2 separate regions of the Mus musculus genome follow, and region 1 is linked to region 2. Evidence: chromatin contacts called from public HiChIP or PLAC-seq data. All regions are on one chromosome and are shown on one strand. Each heading gives the region's core, a stretch centred on a gene start, on an enhancer-like site or on the middle of the called end of the contact. The rest is flanking DNA. Distances are from core to core; before and after follow the strand shown. Region 1 has its middle 11 kb from the start of Gm51473. Region 2 overlaps Pou2f2 (POU domain, class 2, transcription factor 2).

Evidence for each region. HiChIP or PLAC-seq counts read pairs in DNA pulled down with a chosen protein or histone mark.
Region 1: an H3K27ac HiChIP or PLAC-seq map of large pre-B cells shows a contact between it and region 2, with 2.0 times the contacts expected there. The contact joins two enhancer-like sites. A contact is called at or near these places in 3 of 39 promoter capture datasets (embryonic stem cells, liver and pre-B cells), 3 of 484 Hi-C or Micro-C datasets (the G1E-ER4 cell line, cardiomyocytes and palatal mesenchyme) and 2 of 115 datasets of contacts at active chromatin or transcription factors (embryonic stem cells and large pre-B cells).

The regions. Positions count from the first base shown.
Region 1 is chr7:25,587,828-25,595,681 of GRCm38.p6, forward strand. No RefSeq gene overlaps it. Among named protein-coding and RNA genes, the nearest start is that of Gm51473, 11 kb to the right of the region's middle. Within about 2 kb of position 6,009, at least 6 of the 459 cell types and tissues checked have an H3K27ac peak or open chromatin away from gene starts, as enhancers often do.
Region 2 is chr7:25,115,086-25,122,014 of GRCm38.p6, forward strand. It overlaps Pou2f2 (POU domain, class 2, transcription factor 2), which reads right to left. Exons shown (of 15, transcript NM_001163554.1): 2 at 6,071-6,136; 3 at 5,939-5,973; 4 at 5,756-5,812; 5 at 953-1,069. Among named protein-coding and RNA genes, the nearest start is that of Pou2f2, 14 kb to the right of the region's middle. Within about 2 kb of position 5,601, at least 101 of the 459 cell types and tissues checked have an H3K27ac peak or open chromatin away from gene starts, as enhancers often do.

The sequences.
Region 1 (7,854 bases), core at 4,759-7,258, 470 kb after region 2:
TTCAACATAGTACTTGAAGTATTAGCCAGAGCAATTCGACAACAAAAGGAGATCAAGGGGATACAAATTGGAAAGGAGGAAGTCAAAATATCACTTTTTGCAGATGATATGATAGTATATATAAGTGACCCTAAAAATTCCACCAGAGAACTCCTAAACCTGATAAACAGCTTCGGTGAAGTAGCTGGATATAAAATTAACTCAAACAAGTCAATGGCCTTTCTCTACACAAAGAATAAACAGGCTGAGAAAGAAATTAGGGAAACAACACCCTTCTCAATAGTCACAAATAATATAAAATATCTCGGAGTGACTCTAACTAAGGAAGTGAAAGATCTGTATGATAAAAACTTCAAGTCTCTGAAGAAAGAAATTAAAGAAGATCTCAGAAGACGGAAAGATCTCCCATGCTCATGGATTGGCAGGATCAACATTGTAAAAATGGCTATCTTGCCAAAAGCAATCTACAGATTCAATGCAATCCCCATCAAAATTCCAACTCAATTCTTCAACGAATTAGAAGGAGCAATTTGCAAATTCATCTGGAATAACAAAAAACCTAGGATAGCAAAAACTCTTCTCAAGGATAAAAGAACCTCTGGTGGAATCACCATGCCTGACCTAAAGCTTTACTACAGAGCAATTGTGGTAAAAACTGCATGGTACTGGTATAGAGACAGACAAGTAGACCAATGGAATAGAATTGAAGACCCAGAAATGAACCCACACACCTATGGTCACTTGATCTTCGACAAGGGAGCTAAAACCATCCAGTGGAAGAAAGACAGCATTTTCAACAATTGGTGCTGGCACAACTGGTTGTTATCATGTAGAAGAATGCGAATAGATCCATACTTATCTCCTTGTACTAAGGTCAAATCTAAATGGATCAAAGAACTTCACATAAAACCAGAGACACTGAAACTTATAGAGGAGAAAGTGGGGAAAAGCCTTGAAGATATGGGCACAGGGGAAAAATTCCTGAACAGAACAGCAATGGCTTGTGCTGTAAGATCGAGAATTGACAAATGGGACCTAATGAAACTCCAAAGTTTCTGCAAGGCAAAAGACACCGTCAATAAGACAAAGAGACCACCAACAGATTGGGAAAGGATCTTTACCTATCCTAAATCAGATAGGGGACTAATATCCAACATATATAAAGAACTCAAGAAGGTGGACTTCAGAAAATCAAATAACCCCATTAAAAAATGGGGCTCAGAACTGAACAAAGAATTCTCACCTGAGGAATACCGAATGGCAGAGAAGCACCTGAAAAAATGTTCAACATCCTTAATCATCAGGGAAATGCAAATCAAAACAACCCTGAGATTCCACCTCACACCAGTCAGAATGGCTAAGATCAAAAATTCAGGTGGCAGCAGATGCTGGCGTGGATGTGGAGAAAGAGGAACACTCCTCCATTGTTGGTGGGATTGCAGGCTTGTACAACCACTCTGGAAATCCGTCTGGCGGTTCCTCAGAAAATTGGACATAGTACTACCGGAGGATCCAGCAATACCTCTCCTGGGCATATATCCAGAAGATGCCCCAACTGGTAAGAAGGACACATGCTCCACTATGTTCATAGCAGCCTTATTTATAATAGCCAGAAGCTGGAAAGAACCCAGATGCCCCTCAACAGAGGAATGGATACAGAAAATGTGGTACATCTACACAATGGAGTACTACTCAGCTATTAAAAAGAATGAATTTATGAAATTCCTAGCCAAATGGATGGACCTGGAGGGCATCATCCTGAGTGAGGTAACACATTCACAAAGGAACTCACACAATATGTACTCACTGATAAGTGGATATTAGCCCAAAACCTAGGATACCCAAGATATAAGATACAATTTCCTAAACACATGAAACTCAAGAAAAATGAAGACTGAAGTGTGGACACTATGCCCCTCCTTAGAAGTGGGAACAAAACACCCTTGGAAGGAGTTACAGAGACAAAGTTTGGAGCTGAGATGAAAGGATGGACCATGTAGAGACTGCCTTATCCAGGGATCCACCCCATAATCAGCATCCAAACGCTGACACCATTGTATACACTAGCAAGATTTTATCGAAAGGACCCAGATGTAGCTGTCTCTTGTGAGACTATGCCGGGGCCTAGCAAACACAGAAGTGGATGCCCACAGTCAGCTAATGGATGGATCACAGGGCTCCCAATGGAGGAGCTAGAGAAAGTACCCAAGGAGCTAAAGGGATCTGCAACCCTATAGGTGGATCAACATTATGAACTAACCAGTACCCCGGAGCTCTTGACTCTAGCTGCATATGTATCAAAAGATGGCCTAGTCGGCCATCACTGGAAAGAGAGGCCCATTGGACACACAAACTTTATATGCCCCAGAACAGGGGAACGCCAGGGCCAAAAAGGGGGAGTGGGCGGGTAGGGGAGTGGGGGTGGGTGGGTATGGGGGACTTTTGGTATAGCATTGGAAATGTAAATGAGCCAAATACCTAATAAAAAATGGAAAGAAAAAAAAAAAAAAAGAGTGAGAGACCTGTGGGGGGGGGGGAAGAATGACTGTTTTCAGCTAGACAACTTTTACTGTTTCTAGAACTTTTCATCACTTGTTCAAAAATTCTAACCACTAATCACTAACCTGGAAACCTCTCTATGTGCCTTTCTCTGTGAACTAGCCTAGTCTTTCATATATAATAATTGGAGAGTAATTTTTTCAGGTTGTTATTGCTGCTGTATTCAAAACAATAAGGAAAGCAAATTGGGCGTACTGGCTGGTGTTGTGTGTCAACCTGACACAAGCTGGAGCTATCACAGAGAAAGGAGCTTCAGGTGAGGAAATGCCTCCATGAGATCCAGCTGTGGGGCATTTTCTCAATTAGTGATCAAGGGGGGAGGGCCTATTGTGGGTGGTGCCATCTCTGGGCTGGTAGTCTTTGGTTCTATAAGAGAGCAAGCTGAGCAAGCCAGTAAGAAATATCCCTCCATGGCCTCTGCATCAGCTCCTACTTTCTGGCCTGCTTGAGTTCCAGTCCTCACTTCCTTGGTGATGAACAGCGCTATGGAAGTGTAAGCTGAATAAACCCTTTCCTCCCCAACTTGCTTCTTGGTCATGATGTTTGTGCAGGAATAGAAACCCTGACTAAGACACCAGTCTAGAGGTCAATCATAAAGAAGGGACAAGGGAATTATGGGGCGTACACAATGGAAACTTTTTTTAGTCTCCTGTTTTGCTTTTATTCACTTTACATCCAGATCACAGCTCCCCCTCTTCCCAGTCCCACCCTTACAAATTCCTCTTCCTGTTGCCCCCACCCCTTCTCCTCAGAGAAGAGGAGTCCCCCTTGGGTACCACCCCACCTGGACATCTAGTACCAGCAGGACTAGGGCACATCCTCTCCCACTGAGGCCCATCCAGATAGTTGAAGTATGGGGGAAGGGGCTCCAATGGTGGGGAACAGAGACCAAGACAGCCCCTGCTCCACTTGTTAGGAGAACCACATGAAGACCAGGCTGCACATTTGCTACAGAAGTGTAGGGACTCTAGGCCCACCTCCTGTATGCTCCCTGGCTGGTATCTCAGGTTCTGTGAATTCCCGTGGTCCCAAGTCAGTTGACTCTGTGGGTCTTCTTGTGGTGTCCTTGACCCCTCTGACTTGCTCACTGTTATCCCCCACTCTTCCACAAGACTCTCTGGGGGCTCTGCCTGATAATTGGCTGTGGGTCTCTGCATCTGCCTCCATCTGCTGCTGGATGAAGCCTCTCGGGAGACATTTATGCTAGGTTACTGTCTGCAAGCATGGCAGAGCATCATAAGACCACAGTCACCCTGATATCTAAACCACACAAAGACTCTACAAAGAATGAAAATTTCAGACCACTTTCTCTTATGAACATTGATGCAAAAAAATACTCAATAAAACACTTGCAAACCAAATCCAGGAACACATTAAAAGTGTCATCTACCATGATCAAGTAGGCTTCATCCTAGAGATGCAGGGATGGTTCAGTGTATGAAAATCCATCACCTTAATTCACTTATAAACAAACTGAAAGAAAAAAATGACATTATCATCTCATTAGGTGTTAAAAAAAAAAAAAGCCTTTGACAAAATCCAACACCCTTTCATGTTAAAAGTTTTAGAGGGATCAGGGATACATACAAAGGCACATCCCTAAACATAATCAAAGCATTTACAGGAAGCCAATAGCCAACATCAAATTAAATGGAGAGAAATTTAAAGCAATTCTACTAAAGTCAGGGACAAAATAAGGCTGCCCAGTCTCTCCCTATCTATTTAGTACAGTACCTGAAGGTCTAGCCAGAGCAATAAGACAACTAAAGGAGATCAAGGGGATACAGATTTGAAAAGAAGAAGTCAAGGTATTGTCATTCACAATGGAATTTTTAATGATGTAGTATTTTCGTTTTATCTACACTGTTGTTCTGCCTGATTGTATGTGTGTGTGAGGGTGTCAGATCTCCTAGAACTAGAGTTATAGACAGTTATGAGCTGCCACAAGGATCCTGGGAATTGAACCCAGGTCCTTTGGAAGAGCAGCCTGTGCTCTTAGCTGCTGAGTGAACTCTCTAGCCACACAATGGAATTTTATTTAGGCATAAAGAAAAATGAAACTTGCAGGAGAATAGATGTTTTGTTAAGTATTATTCTAAACAAGTTGATCCAAATCAAAAAGACAATTACAGTATGTTCTCTCTCATTTGTGGATCCTAGCTGTTAATGTGTACATGTGTGTATGTAACTGGGCATGGATATGGATAAGGCCTAAAGAACTGTCAAGCTGACCACAAAAGGGTTAAACAAGGAATAGAAGTGAAAAACAGAATACAGGACACAGGAGCTGGGAAGGAGGTGTCTGAGTCAGGGTTTCTATTGTAACAAAGCACCATGACTAAAAAGAAAGTTGAGGAGGAAAGGCCTTATCTGGCTTACACTAATGTTTTGCTGTTCATTCTCAAAAGAAGTCAGGACAGGAACTCGAACACTACAAGAACCTGGAGGCAGGAGCTGATGCAGAGGCCATGAAGGAGTGCTGCTTACTGGCTTGCTTCTCCTGGCTTGCTCAGCCTGCTCTCTCACTGAACCCAGGGCCCACAAGTGACACCACCCTGCCTGCAGTGGGCTGGACTCTCCCAAATCAAACACTAATTAGGAAAATGCCTTACAACAGTGTCATATGGAGGCATCTTTAATCGGTGTTCTCTCTTTTTAGGCGATCTCAGTTTGTGCATCAGGTTGGCATAAGACTGGCCAGCACAGGAACTCGGAGATGAAGTTTAGAAGCCAGAGTGGTGAGAACGAGGGAGGAACAGACTCTCTGAGACAGGATGTGAGAAGGCTACCTACGGTGATGTCCAATTCTCTGCCTGTTGATTTTAAAACTAACAATCAATGTTTTAAAATTTGTATTTTTAGGACCAACTGACATGGCAATGGATTAGTCTGCCACATTTTCTGTGTACTCCTCTGCTGGTGGCACATGGATCATCTCCATGCTTTGCCTACCGCAGAGAAAGGGTCCATGAGTGTGCATAACTGATTGAGCTCCTGTTAGGTCCTGAGGCTAAGCTCACAGCAGAGCACTGGGCTCCACAATCGTCCTGCCAGGAGCTTGTTATAGTGACCTTCCCTTAACATTGTAGGGAGGTGTGTCTCTGAGTTTTCAATTCTGTCCTAGCAGAGAACTAAGAGCCCAGGATCCGTGCACAGGATCAGGGAGCCATGGTGGTAGAGACAGTATAGAGGCCCAGAGAAGGGGACAGTGCAGCCACTGGCCACCCATTTCCATCCTGCCAGCCACCAGTGCAGGGGTGCAGGGGGCAGGGAGACTGGTCCAGTGATGGCCATCTTAAGAATGCCTTGACGGATTAAAACTGATAATGTTCTGGCATGTGTATCCATTAAAGTTCAACACATTTTCAAAGGTTATAACATAGTACATGTTACAGGTATGCCTTACAATCCCACAAGTCAGATAGTTCTAGAAAGGTCTAACCATACTTTAAAGGAGATATGCATGAGCAGAGGGGAGGTTATGAGATCTCCCAGAGAGAGATTACATAATGCTTCATTTACTTTACGTTTTTAAAATATTAATGAGACAGATGGCGCAGCTGCTGAAGATTTAGACATTTTAGAAAGGAGTGCTGAATTAAATTACCCTGTATACTTTAATGATACGTTGACCTCAGAATGGTAGTCAGGAAATATGTTGCATTGGCAAAGAAGATAAGCTTTTGCTTCAAGAGGAAGCAACAATCTATGGATTCTTTCAAAGTTAATAAAGATTAGACTTGACTGTGGGAGACCTTCTGAAAATCTTGGCTCCTGACATGAAAGATGTGAAGAAAGAGACCCAGAAAAACTACAAAACAGATGACATGAAGGACAGTCCCTGGTTTTGGGAACAGCTAAGAGACCAGCTGAGACACGCATGTCTCTGGAGAAGCCAATGAATTTGTTTGACTACCTGGTTCTCATCCTTTCATCTGTCATGGCGGGCGATTTATTCTACAGCTTGATGATATGTTCAAACAGACGTAGAAGATTGACAGATGCATTTCATCTGCTCAAACATAGAGCAAAGAAATTATCATTAGCTGATAATGTGTACACTGCACATTCCATGCATGTGTTAATACAGAAATGTCCTTACAATGTTACCTATAAAAGTTTATGTGCTTTCAGAGCCAACTGAAAAGACACCACTGAAGACAAAGCATCTAGCCCCAGGGGACCCAGCCTCACAGACTGCCTCAATTGCTGTTTCCTCAAAAATTGTATCCAGGACAGTTTCAAAGTGTCCAGCCTCATACAATGTCTCTGCCAGGACTTCAGTTACATCCCACACTTTCCTATCCCACAGAGCCTGAACAGCAAAGGAGACAGCCAAGTCTCCCAAGACTTGTCCAATATCACGGTTTTCTAGGATCCCCCCCACCTCAAAAAAAAAAAACTGTCGCCCCAGACTTCAGGAAGCAATTTTAAGAACATAACACCCTCATTCCCAAGAGGTGGTTAGTGGGTTTCGGTCATTCAGTGGGTTATGGATGTGTGTAGTCATTTAGTGGGATTGGTTTCAAGTTGTTACTCGTCATTATCAAGGAGGAAACAAAGGAAACCAGGGACGTCTTTCTATCTCCCCCATCCTTCTTCCCCTCCCACTAGTGTTAGGGGGGGAAGATGAGTAAATCAGGACATAAGGGGATGAAAAAGAACAAAGAAAGGCATGTTATTGTACCTCCTTTTAGACGAGTAAAGCAAAAGCCCTCAAACACTTTAGATTGATGGGGATTTTTGTATGATGATAAAAACTTAATGCTATATTCGCTATACCATACATTGTATATGATTCAACTCTTGTGTAAGTTATATGTGAGTATGCAACTCATTTGAAAATGTAAAGTTCTAGTTTTATGAAAACTACTATTGTAAAACTGTTAATGATAATTAAGAAATGGAAGTTAATAACCATCTATAAATAATCAAGCTTATAGTCATGTTGGGGACTAATTTACTTAGTTACAGAAATAAGCCTTATTTAACTTCCTGTATGTTTTCTTTTTTTCTTTTTCTTTTTCCCCCGAGACAGGGTTTCTCTTTGTAGCCCTGGCTGTCCTGGAACTCACTCTGTAGACCAGACTGGCCTCGAACTCAGAAATCTGTCTGCCTCTGCCTCCCGAGTGCTGGGATTAAAGGCATGCGCCACCACCACCTGGCCCTGTATATGTTTTCAATGTTAAGCAGAAAGTCAATAGCTAGAAACAAGCAATATTTGTCAGTCACAAAGCAAGATACAAGAAAACTGAAATAACCCCATGTATCCTATCAGACTACCATGGATTAAAG
Region 2 (6,929 bases), core at 4,351-6,850:
GCCACGCATGCTCTACCTACTGAGCTACACTCCCAGGCCTGCCTGGAGCACTAATTCTGATTCCTGCCCACACAGACACCATTCACAGGAATGAGGGTGGCAACTTCTGGCTATACGGTGAGCGTTTGGAAGATGCACAGAAACTGGGTAGCTTAACCCACCACGAAGAGGACTCTGGTACATGGGTTACTCCTTGGGAGCCTTGCTTTCATCATCTGTACGATGGGAAGCTACACTCTCCCAAAGCTTCTGACAGTTGCAGAACTGCCCAGCATCCAGTTGCTATCAGAAGGGCCCTCGTGGACCAGTTACCCCTTCTGTGTGCACACTCCCTGCTTCAGCAAGGCCCTTGCTCCGGGGAGTAGGGTGTAGTGGCTGCCCTTACCTGTGCTGTGAGCTGGATGGGTTGGGACAAGGTGAGCTGTGGGGTCCCTGGGGGCTGGCTGGTAGGCTGTGATGGTGGCAGGTCGCCTCCCCCAGAGGAGGCTGGGGTCTGCGAGGTGGAGGAGGAGGCGGAAGAGGTGGAGGAGGAGGTGGAGGCGGCAGCGGCGGCAGCAGCAGCGTTGGCGGCAGCGGCGCTGGACTGCTGGACGGCAGCGGCCAGCAGCTGGGCCTGAGCTTGCTGAAGGAGGAGTTGCTGCTGAGCAGGTATCAGTGCTGAGAGCTGCAGGCGGCGGCGGAAGGCAGCGGTGAGAGGGCAGACACAGCCAGGGCAGCAGGGGCAGAGAAGGCAGAGAGGGTTTAGGATCTGAGTCAAGCAGTTAGGAGACACATCTTTTACAGGGCGGAGGAGGAGGAGGAGAAGGAGGAGGAGGAGGAGGAGGAGGAGGAGGAGGAGGAGGAGGAGGAGGAGGAGGAGGAGGAGGAGAAGGCAAGTGAGAGAGGGCAGCTTCAGGGCCTGCAACAGATGGGAGGTTCTTGCCCTCCACATGGTCCTTCGCCAGATACTTACCCCAGCTAGCTGGCTGCCCGTCAGCATGAGTTGGGCCTGGGGCAGATGAGGCTGAGCCGGCTGGGGGGGCGGGGGTGCTGCTGGGGCTGAATCGCCACTGGGGTCTTCAGCCTTGATCTGGGGAGGAGAGAGGCAGGGTCCGGGACCCCAGAATGTTAAGTGGAGGCCAGAGAGAATGCCCACCTGTGAACCAAAAAGAGGGTATGTGTGTGGCTGTGTCAGCTGGCACAGGGGAGTGGGCTAGAGGAGCAGCCAGGCCATGGCTTGAGGCCTCTGACCACTTCTCTGGCCTCACGGTTCTCAGAAGTCAGTTAGGGCTAGCCCCCCGCCCCCTCCATGTGCTAACAAACTCTCTCCACCTTTGGAAAGCTCTCTCCTCCTCCTGGGATCAGTTTCCCCAGCTGTAAAATGGGAAACGCTGCCGGGAGGAACCTGGGCAGTCTCTAGGACTCACACATGTCCCTCACTTGCTTCAGCATGGGGTACAACTATTTTTTTGTTGTTGTTGCTTTTTGAGATAGGGTTTCACTATGTAGCCCTGGTTGCCCTGGAACTCACTTTGTAGACCAGGCTGGCCTCGAACTCATGAAGATCCACCTGCCTCTGCTTCCCAAGTGCTAGGATTAAAGGTGTGCACTACAACACCCAGCTGGGGGGTTTCAGCTCTTATTTGTCTTTTGGAATAAAATTTTGTTGAAGGGACTGGAGAGGTGGCTCAGTTGTTGAGAGCACTGGCTGCCCTTCCAGAGGACCCAGGTTTGGTTCCCAGCACATGGCCGCTCAACCATGGATTAGTAACTCAAGTTCTGGGGGACCTGACAACCTCTCCCGGCCCCTGTGGGCACTAAGCATGCACAAACAGACGTGCATACAAAACTCTTATACACATAAAAGTAAAATTAGAATGTTCTCTTATTGTTGAAAAGAAGGGTCTTGGAATAGAAAAATTACCACTGGGGGCTGAGCAGAGTGGTACACAACTGTAATCCAGGCACTTCGGTGGGAGGCAGAGGCAGGAAGATTGCTGTGAGCACTAGGCCAGTCAAGGCTACACACACTTAGGAACGTATGTATGTATGTATGTATATACATATATGTATGTGTGTATATATGTATATGTGTATATACATAGACATATATATGCACATATATATAAAACAACAATTAATGAAAAAAGTAGTCATGAATTTTAAAAATAACAAGGAGGAGGTTATGGGGAGGTTTTGGAGGGAGAAAAAGGGACGGAAAAATATGTAAATATAATATCAAAAAAATTAAATTAAATTAAGTAGTCTTAACTAAAAATAAAAAGACCCAAAACAATTCCACCTTACCAGCTGGAGTGGTGATGGCATGAGTACATCTAATCCTTAGCACTTGGGAGGTTGAGGCAGGAGGATTTTGAGTTTGAGGGCCAGCCTATGTTACATATTAATACCCTATCTCTAAAAGTAAAGGAAGCAGAGTGGCACTTCCCAATCACACACGACTATGGAGAGAGACAACAGACAATCCCCATGGGGCACATGGGCAAGGGTGGATGGAGAGACCAACAGGAAGCTGTACCCACCCACCCTGCCCTTCCGGGTCACTCATTTCAGAGAAAATCAGAGTCCCAGCAGCAATGCAAAGCTGGTCCTGACCTGCGGACCAGCCAGAGGCAGCTCTGGCCTCCCCTGTCTCTCTCACTATGATGTGGATATAGCCTGCATCACACACATAAAACAGACCAACGTTGTCAAGCCATCCTTGGCCTCTTTTCCACAAAAAAGCCCAATGGCAGGGACTGTTGGCTGAAAAGATGCCTGCTGAGGGTGCATGGGGGCGTTTGATAGACACTGCACTTCTGGACCAGACCAGACACCAGGGACCGTCTATCGCTCAGTGCCTCCTTTGGCAAAAGGAGATCTAGAGAGAGAGACACACACACTTATGCGAGCTGACACGGCAGGTCCACAGAGAGCAGCGGCCCAAGGACAGTCCTGATGTCTCAGGTTACGGGATGGATGTGTCAGAAATTACATTATTAGAAGTTAGAAATATGGGCATTGCCCAGAAAGGATGTTAAAAGACTTTCTCTCCTGGCTAGTTGTAGTTGGTGTCTAAGAAGTATTTATTTTATTTTATTTTATTTTATTTTATTTTATTTTATTTTATTTTATTTTATTTGTGTGTGTAGGTATGCACATCCCACAGTGCACATGTGGAGGTCAGAGGACAACTTGCAGAAATTACTTCTCTCCTGCCACCATATGGGTTCCAGGGATTGAACTCAGGTTATTCAGGCTTGGCGGCAAGCCTCTTTACCCACTGAGCCATCTCATTCCACTTTCCACTAAATTACTTAGGGGTTTGGTTTGGTTTGGTTTGGTTTGGTTTGGTTTGGTTTGGTTTGGTTTGGTTTGGTTTGGTTTATCGAGACAGGGTTTCTCTGTGTAGCCCTGGCTGTCCTGGAACTCACTCTGTAGACCAGGCTGGCCTTGAACTCAGAAATCCGCCTGCCTCTGCCTCCCAAGTGCTGGGATTAAAGGCGTGCGCCACCACTGCCCCGCTTTTGTTTTGTTTAAATTACTTAGTTTTTATATAGTCCAGCCTGGCCTCAAACTCAATGCATTCTTCTTCCTTATCCTTCTCAGGGTTGGGAACAGCAGTGTGATCCAACAGCTTTTTTTCTTGGGCATACTTAGTTTGGGAAAATTCAGAACGAGACACTAAAGATCCCTGTGTGTTTTGATGGGTGTTATGTTTTAATATGAAGTTAAAAAAAAACTTGAAACTTTCTTGTTTTTTCTTGTTTGTTTGTTTTTTAAGACAGGCTAGCCTGCAACTTACTATGTAGACCAGGTTGGCCACAAACTCTTAAGAGAAATGCCTGCCTCTGCCTCCAGAGTGGTGAGATTAAAGGTATAGGCTAGTATGCTCAGCTTTTGTTTTATGAAGCAGGTCTCGGGCAGCCCCAGCTAGCCTCAAATTCTCTAGGCAGTCAAGGGTGACCTAGAACTTCTGATCTTTCTGCCTCCCCCTCATGGAGAGATGTGTCCCCAGGGATGGTTGATGGAGTACAGGACAGGGGATCAAATCCAGAGTCATCATGAATGCCATTCAAGCTCTCAGCCAATGAAATCACTCACGTTCCTGGCCTACTGTATGGTTTTGAAACACAGTCCTTGCTAAGTTGCCCGGGCTAGCCTGGAACTTAACTATTGCAGCCTAGGATTGGCCCCTCACCTGGGCCTCTGGAGAGCTGGGATCAGATGCTCAGCCACCACACTTGACTGTGATGACATTTTAAGCGGCTCACCAAAGCCAGCTCTCTTCCCTTTCCACTCGTGGAGGAGAGGTCCCGAGGTGAGACCCTCCAGCACATGAGGGACTCTGGGTAGAATTTAATAATCGTATTTATTTCCATGGTAAACGATTCTGGTTTTCCATTCACGAAATTTCCATTTAAAACCCTGTTTATTCAAGCTGTTGAAAAAGCCAAAGCCCTGCACGATTTGGTAATTGTTGGAACTGACTGATGGGTCCCTGCGGGTTGGTGTTTTTGTTACATGCTTCTGTCTATTTTTTTTTTTTTTGTATCACATTTTCCATAATAAAAATGTTTTTAAAAATTGAGTCACTTAACAAGATTATTATGTAAATAATACACCCCAGTGGTGCACAGATGCACCAGGGACGACAGCATGCAGACTGCTGCATCTGGGTACGCTCCTGTGCAGAGGAGGTGGGGAGAGCTTGCAGGGCAAAGGTCAGCGCCAGAGAAGCAGGGTGAAGTGTGGAGGGTAGCCAGGCCTGGGAAGGGGAGGGAGGGCCCCTCACGGCCTCTCACTGGCTTTCCAGAGAAGGCTGCTGCTCGGAGCAAAGATGGAGCAAAGATGGACGGGCACATACTACTAGGGCTGAAGCAAACCCCTAGCCTGAGGTCAGAAGGTCAAGTGTAGGAGCCCTCCTGACCTAGGCCTCTATATAAAAGGCACCTGCTCACAAAGCATTTTGTCCTCCCAGCCCTGGAGACATAGCAGATATGGGGAGGACCTCAGAGGCTGTCCCTCCCCACGTACCCTGTCCCCAGCCCGGTGTTAGAGAAGAGGAAACTAAGAAGCCCAGAGAGGGGAAGTGACTTTCCCATGGTCACACAGCAAAGCTGCAGGGCTGGGTGAAGGGCACTGCTGAGTCTCATCTCATCCTTCAGCCACCTCTGGTCAGGCTCTGTCCACACCCCCATTCTTGCTTCTCCTTTTAAGAGTCTGAACCTGTCTACGGCCCCTTACCACCATCAGGCTGGACGGAGACTGAGTCCCAGAAGTTCCCTAAGCCCCACAATGCCTAAGCACAGAGCCCTTCCCTTCCCTCATCCTCTCCTTCATCCCCATGGCTGTCCTCACTGGGTCTGCCAACTTCTCTTATCCTGTTCCCTGCGGTCTGTGTGTGTGTGTGTGTGTGTGTGTGTGTGTGTGTGTGTGTGTGCGCGCGCGCGCACGCGCGCGCGCCTGTGTTGGGGTACAGGGGTGCTTCAGGCCCCCTTTGGCCAGGGAAGTCGGGATGGGGGCGGGGCTTTGGCTTCCTGTTGTTATCGCCCTGGGGCTCTGGGGGGGATTTCCCTGGCCACCCCCACCCCCTAGGGAAGGGGAAGGAGACTGGGTGAGTCACAAGTCTGGGGCGGGAACCGAGGGTGAGAAAGGGCAGGAGGAACCTTGCCGCTTGGTACCCTTGCAGGACCTGGGTCCACAGCAAATGTACTGAAGACGCCTTTCCTCCAGAGTCCCACCCGCTTCCCCGGATGATCCTACGGGTGCTTACCTTGGTGCTGGGGCCAGTTGGGGACACAGAGAATGGGGACGCTTTATTCTGGGGGTTCTGTGAAGAGAAAGTTGGGGCAAGGGGATGGGAATGGGGTCGTGAAAAGTTCCGGACACCTGCCTCCGCCCCCTAACCACTGCTCCATCCTTCCCTCCCCGTCCTGTGCATCTGACAGAGCCTGACCTGATGGTTAATGTCGGGTCCATTTCTTTCGGTGTCTGTAAAGAGAGAGAAGGGTGTGATGGTGCCGGGCATTCCTACACTCTGTTCCCACCCACATCTGTCTGCGTCCCTGCTTTACCCACCCACGCTCACCTGTGTGCTCTGACGGGGAGTCCAGACTTTGCTTCTCGGCCTCCAGGGGCTTAGACATTCTTATTTCTGTGAACAGAGAAGGGATGAAAATGGAGGGGAGGGAGAGGCAGCCAGGAGGCCTCTGAGGCCCTTCTTCTGCCAGCCCCACCCCCACTAAGCCTTTCCCAACCCCACACCTACCCCTGACATTTTGAAGTATCTCTTCCAGAGAATTCACCACAGAGGACACCTCCAATAAGTGGTACAGGAGCTGTCACCTACCGTGAGGCACCCACAGGGTGGGCAGGGAGGTGGGACATGGTCACAAGAAGGCGTCGGCTGGCTGGGAGGAGCTGGTGGGGTTCCATAAAGGAGCCCGTGCAACCTCTGGCCTCCTTCCCAGGCAGGTGGCTGGGCTCTAGCCTGTGCCCTACCAGGTTTCGAGTGAGACATGTTTTCCACTCTGAGCAGGGCAAGCGGGCTTTGATAGGGTTACCGGAGCCCCAAAACAAGGAGCTGTCAGATCTCAGAGTGTGATTCAGTCGTCCCCTGATCCGCCACCTTCCCTGTCCCCGAGTTCCCACATAACTCCCACCGGCCTTCCTTCCGTCACAAGCCCAGCAGCCGCACCCTACCCTTCTCAGACCTCTACACCACCCACTTCTACCCTGACCCTGCTCTTCCTCTAAGCAATGTCTCCCAATGCCTGGAATCCCAGCTGTGCTTGCAAATCAACCCGAATCCAGTAGCTTTCAGAATCCAAGGCAGGTGGTAGGCAGTGAGCATACTGATACCTGCCATCAAAAGTGCCTGTCTGCCACCACCCAGCACAGCCCCAAACAGTACACATGAGCCATTGGTGTAAGATCCTCCGTTCACA